Linked DNA regions of Neogale vison: region 1 is linked to region 2. Evidence: chromatin contacts called from public Hi-C data. All regions are on one chromosome and are shown on one strand. The core of a region is the stretch at or near the end of the contact, and the rest is flanking DNA. Distances in the headings are between cores, read along the strand shown. Region 1 holds the start of RPP21 (ribonuclease P protein subunit p21). Region 2 holds the start of DHX16 (pre-mRNA-splicing factor ATP-dependent RNA helicase DHX16).

What was found. A called contact is a pair of places that touch in the nucleus more often than the background predicts.
Region 1: a contact with region 2 is called in a Hi-C map of fibroblasts, with 5 times the contacts expected there. The contact joins the promoter of RPP21 here to the promoter of DHX16 in region 2. A contact is called at or near these places in 2 of 3 Hi-C or Micro-C datasets (fibroblasts and muscle).

Annotation. Positions count from the first base shown.
Region 1 is chr1:123,002,079-123,005,022 of ASM_NN_V1, reverse strand. RPP21 (ribonuclease P protein subunit p21) reads left to right here and starts at 1,314. Exons shown (of 5, transcript XM_044257719.1): 1 at 1,314-1,437; 2 at 1,514-1,614; 3 at 1,709-1,791; 4 at 2,538-2,663. The coding sequence starts at 1,381. LOC122912190 (E3 ubiquitin-protein ligase TRIM39) reads left to right here. Exons shown (of 9, transcript XM_044257692.1): 9 at 1,296-1,376. The coding sequence ends at 1,317.
Region 2 is chr1:122,863,580-122,866,747 of ASM_NN_V1, reverse strand. It overlaps DHX16 (pre-mRNA-splicing factor ATP-dependent RNA helicase DHX16), which reads right to left and starts at 1,700. Exons shown (of 20, transcript XM_044257431.1): 1 at 1,284-1,700. The coding sequence starts at 1,490.

The sequences.
Region 1 (2,944 bases), core at 65-2,564, 140 kb before region 2:
GAAGGGTTCACAGAAGATTGGGACAAGAAACTGCAGTTTATTGAGGGTGTTTCAGTTCCTCCTACCACCTCAACAGGACTTTGTCCAAACTCTCCTCTTACCTTTGTGCCTTGACTGTGGTTCTTTGTGGCAAGATGCTTTGGTTGGTAAAACATAATATGGAACAAAGGATCCACTGAAGTGATCTCTGTGTTGTGTGGTAATTTGACAATGGCCTTGTGTTGATGTTTAAGAATCACTGGTGTTAAGAATGCATGATCCTGGGGTTTGCCCTCAGTGATTGATGAAGGTCTGGGGTGGGCCTTGATGTCTACATTTTAAACATACTCCTCCTTTGAATTTAGGGATCCTTGTGAAATTAATCCCAGAGGAGGTTTTGGCCATTTTTTCTGAGCTGGAGGCCTGGTTTCCTGTGTGGCCTGACAGGATTTGAGAAGGGAGAGAGGCCTTACTCTCCTGGCCTAATGCTGCCCTCTCCCTATCCCAAGGTTCATTCATGTTCTGCCACTCCAGCTAACATCCCTCTACTTCCGACTCAGGAACTAGTGGTCATTATGAGGCAGAAGTAAACACAGGATGTCAAACAGAACAAACAGGAGACAGAGGTCAGAATAAGGGATGTGAAGTATATGATTGGAATAGGGGAGGTGGGAGAGGGGAGAGTTTCAGGGGCAGGAGATGTCAAAAGTTTCTGTGCTCCAGTACCTAAGATGAGAAGTTAACTAGGATCACCTACTGTGTCTCCAGCACTGCATAATAGGAAGTTTTTTTGTTTTGTTGTTGTTGTTGTAGTTGTTGTTGTTGTTGTTCAGTGGAAAAGAATGGTAATAAGCTCTGCTTCTCTCTCTTGATCACCCTGGTGATCCTTTCCAATTCCACTCCCAGTGGTACCAGTGCTTTCTTTGAATGTATGACTTCTGTTCCTTCAATCTGTAGATCTTTCAGGCGTCTGCCTTTGGCTTCAGAAGAGTAGGGCAGAAGTTCTAGCTGGGTATAAATTGCACATAAGCATCTCCCCAACCTATCTGCATAAAAAAACCAGTCCTCTGTCCTAAAAATGTTTTGTAGTTTAAGGTCCTCTCCTGTTCTAGTGAGCAGTGACTTTCCTACCTAGGATAACTGATCATGGGCTTGAGGAAGACTAGAAGGAAGCCAAAACTCAGAAAGGGACCCCGGACTTGAGTTGCAGGGGTGGGTATGGGTTTACGAACAACTGGGGTCCGTGAGGCCGCAGGGTGGCGCCAAAGGATGGATCGCGGAGAGAGGCTCACCGGCCCAGGAACTACACTTCCCAGGAGGCCGTGCGCGGGCGCCTGAAGCGGGGCTATCGGAAGGGCGGGACCTGCGGACCGTCGTGCGTGAGGCCCTCGCGCGGCGCAGATGGCTGGGCCGGTTAAGGACCGCGAGGCCTTCCAGAGGCTCAGCTTCTTGTACCAGGTGAGTCCGCGTCTGGTGACTTACGGGGAGGCGGTCGGGTGTGGCTGGCCACGAAGTAATGGTTTCCTTCCTCCAGGCCGCCCACTGTGTCCTTGCACAGGACCCCATGAACCAGGCGCTGGCGAGGTTTTATTGTTACACGGAGAGGACCATTGCAAAGCGGCTGGTCTTGCGGCGGTGAGACGCTCAGGGAATCTAGCTGCGGGCGGGACGCGGGAAGAATGGGAGAGGGAGCGCGGGCCTTCGGACCACCATCCCACTCCCTCCGCAGGGACCCCTCGGTGAAGAGGACCCTCTGTCGTGGCTGCTCTTCCCTCCTCATCCCGGGCCTCACCTGCACCCAGCGCCAGAGACGTGAGTGCCCCTAATGGGGGTGAATGAGGAGCAGCAGTGGGCTCGCTTTAGATGGCGTCTGGCGTGATATTTAGAGCTGCCGGATTTTTCAAGCTCTGGGTTGAATTGCTGAATTCACTTGGACCAACTAAGGAAAGGCTGGGCAGTAGGGAAATGATGTTGCTGTAAGAGGTAACCCCCCTCCCCATTTTTGCATGGTGGAGGACAGGATTCACATCACCATTCATTCATTTATTTAACAAATATTTTTCTAAGATGTGTCAAGTATTGATCCATTATTCTCACTGAAATTACAGTCTGATAGGACAGACTAAGAAACAAGATAGTGTAGTAAAATGCTTTGCTTGAGGAACTAAAATGCTAAATTACCTTTCTGATAGGCAAAAGAAGTGAGAAGTGGAAATTCAGGCAAGTTTGAGGACTCTGAGACAAGAGAGCTTGTGGTGCTGTCAAGGAGACTAGAGTCCAGGAACTTGGAGTTTGAGGTAGACAAGGCCAACGTATAAGGCTGGAGAAGGAAACAGGGCAGATCCTCTTCCAAATTTAAGGAGTCTGGAATTTATCTTAAGGGATACCAAGAAATTGACAGACTTTAAGCAGGGCTAACACACCTTAAATTTGTATTCAAAGTTGGGGAGTGTTCGAATTCCTACTAAGAAACAGTGGAGGCAAAACTGGGTGCAGGAGACCTTTTCTTCTCCTACTAAACCTGGGCACTCCCGCCACCCCCCCCCACTTTCATCCAGGCTGCAGGGGACAGCGCTGGACAGTACAGACTTGCCTAACATGCCAACGCAGCCAGCGTTTCCTCAATGATCCTGATCATCTACTCTGGGGAGACCGGCCTGAGGCCCAGCTGGGGAGCCAGGCAGGTGAGAGATTTGTAGAGAAAAATTGGGGATGCCCCAGGAAGATAGGGGTGATGGGGGACATAGAGCTGAAAGGACACACAGGTGGATTCTGCTGTGAGAGGTGCTACAATCTGAAAAAATTCAAATTCTCATCTACCCAGATCTCAAACCACCACAGCCCCTGCCAAACGCAGCCCACCCCATTCCAGCCCACCTCCCTGAGGAGAAAGTGTAGCCTCAGAGCTCTGGTCACCAGTGATGGATTCACCCTATCTTTCAAATAAATAAAAATAGTTCTGTTT
Region 2 (3,168 bases), core at 451-2,950:
AGCCTTCACTGTCTCTTTTCCCTATGGCTTCACACCATGTTCATCAGCTTGAATTGGGCCTCTCAGCTTTGAACCTCCTTGCAATCATTCACTTACCAAACATTTACTGAATGACACCTTCAAAGCTAGTAATGCCTGATCAAGTCCTTCTCCTGCTGCATTGCTCTGACACTGACTCTCCTGCCCACTTTCACTCATAAGAACCCACCAAATAACTCAGGATAATCTCCCTATCTCAAGATCCTTAACTTAATCACATCTGCAGTTTTTTTTGGGGGGGTCACGTAAAAAATCTGTCTGATGCATCAGGTACCTACCTCCTAGGGACCAAGGACACAGGAATAAACAAAAGACAACAATCCCTGCCTTCATGGAGTTTATTTTACATTATCAAAACCAACTCTCAATTGTTCAGCCTCTGTGCTTCCCCATAACTAAGCTATCCTTATGCAAGAACTGATATGCTATAAGGACTGGTTTGCAGAAGCCTGGCACTGTACCAGATTCCAGAATACATGCTAAACAGATTTACATAAAGTCTTATCCTCATACCACCTGGGTTCTAAACTCATCTCCCACCAGGCACCATTTGTGACATATGTGACAATTAAAGCAGGCTATATGCCATTCTGTGAACATGCTGGACACTTTCACTCTTCCATATGCTTAAATAAGCAAGCACCTGTTCTGTAAGGAGCTGTCAGGTGGGAGAAATACAAAGACAAGAAATACAGAGTCCTGTCCTCCAGGAGTTCATCTTTACAGCTTTATTCCCAACCCCTTCTCTACCAGACAGATTTTGGGGAATCTTTGGGCTTCCTTCCCCTGAGCACTACCCCTACCTTCTCTGCCCTTCCACAGCACTTCTCACACATCTTTTCTACTACCTAATTATTCAAAGCGTAGCCTGCAGACCATCGGATTCACCTGGAAACTAGTTAAAAATGCAAAAACTAAGATCCCATCCCAAAACCACCTAATCGGAATCTACATTTTAATAAGGGTCCTGGATGAGTAGCATGCATATTAAAGTTCGAGAAACACTGCTCTATAACACTTAACCCTCCTTGAACTTCTCCCCAGAACTGGACGTCCAGCACCTAGCACAGTACCCAGGCGACAGTGGACAAAAGTTAGGTGCTTGGGTACTGAGATTACTTAATTCTCGGAAGGACAGTTAGCCCAACCTCACCTGCACAAATAACCTGGGGCCCCTGCCCTGCTCCACCTCCTCCCGCGCCGCTCCCACTCTTGGCCCCGCCCCACCCCGCCCCTCTCAACACCTTGTTCCAGAGCCTCAGGGCGAAGTCCCGGGCTGGTCCGCTGAGGTCCAGGGTATCGGTGTCTCGCAGACGCTGCACAAACTCCTCGGCCGAGGCGCAGCGCTGGGCGGTACCAATTAGGAACTGCGCTACATGCCGCTCGCTCAGCCCCAGCACCGAGTGCAGCTCGTCCTGCACCCAGCGTTCCAGCCCAGCCGGCGTCGCCATGGTGACCCACGCTGCCCCGTTCCTGGCCCTGAACTGTCTCCAGTAGTCACGCTGGCGGCTGGGCCCGTCGGAGGCCTGGAAGCCTGGAGCCCTGGGATGGAGTCTGAGTTCCGCGATGGACCAGTCTTAGAACCTTGGGGTTCGGTTTCCGACAGCCCGAAAACGTCTTCCCGAACCGCGAAGACCGGAAATGGCCTGCCATTTCCGGCTTAAGCACTATGGTGGCCGAGCGAGTTCAAACTTCACGGAACCGCACGTGAAGCTCGAGGCAAAACGTTTCATTTCCGCCTCCACTAAGTCTCTCTGTCGCCCTCTGATGGCTAGTCTGTGGATCCCTCGCTTATTCATTCATTCAACAAATGCTGTGTGCTAAGCACAATTTTAGTTGCTGGGGTTATGGCAAAGAACTAATCAGACAAAAGCCCCTTACTGAAGGCGGGGTGGGGGGGGAACAAGATACATAATAAATAAAACCTATAAGTCCTATGGAGCCAAATATAATGCAAGGTTTGTGCGTGTTGGTGGGAGATAATATCTCAAGTTGGAAGGTTAGGTCCGTGCTGATGAAGGATTAGCTCATGCTGATTGGGAGTACCGGCACCTGCGACAGGAATGAATACACGTTAGACGTAACCGAGGACCTCCAAGCAGGAAAAACAGGATCGGGGGGGGGGGGACAAAAGTGCCCTCTTTTCTTGGTGCTCTCAGAAAGTTATCTTTTAAAAAAGATTGTATTCATTTATTAGAGAGAGTGAGCTGGAGTGGGGTACAGGACAGAGGGAGAAGCAGACTCCCCACCGAGCAGGGAGCAGGGAGCCGGATGACCTGAGCCGACTGAAGCACCCAGACGCCCCATAAAGTTATTTTTAAAAACCTCCAAACTGGGGCGTCTGGGCGGCTCAGTCATTAAGCATCTGCCTTCTGCTTGGGTCATGATCTCGGGGTCCTGGGATTGAGCCCCGCCTCAGGCTCCCTGCTCAGTGGGAAGCCTGCCTCTTCCACTCCCCCTACTAGTGTTTCCTCTCTCGCTGTGTCTCTGTCAAATAAATAAAATCTGTAAAGAATAAGAAAAACCCCTCCAAACTACGGAATATGTAAACTACGTTCTGTGTTTTTGCTAATAGCTTGATTAATTCACTGGTGATGCTTATTCAAAAATAAGCAGAGCTTGTTACCTTACTCTCTGCTTATCTGATGTTGGTTTGACCCCGCTTCATACTTCTATGAGTAATTGGACTTACCAGACACTTACTGTTGGGAAATAAATATTGCTATTCCAACAGCCATAGCATTGAGTCCTTAGCATTTACTTCTTAGATGCATTGTTTTCTGTTTCTGAGATGGACTGTGGGCAGCCCTGGCATCTCAGAGCTTTCTGCTTCTCTGGTTTCCTGGGTGGTAACTGATTAGGATCTTTACCTAATTAGCTACTAATGTAAGCATTGTTTCCTTCCATACTCATACCCTCTCTAAACTGGCTCATTGTTTTAACCTTCATTGTTCTTTTGCTAGTAAATTAAAGACTTCTGTATATGTTTAAAATTAATTTGTCTTACTTATTTTATATTTAGTAAAAGAGAGTCTCCTGACTAAGCTGAGAAAATTCCTGTAGTGGTAGGATTATAACTACTCAAACATGTCTTTACTACCCTAGGAAACTGGGAAAAAAAAACAAAAC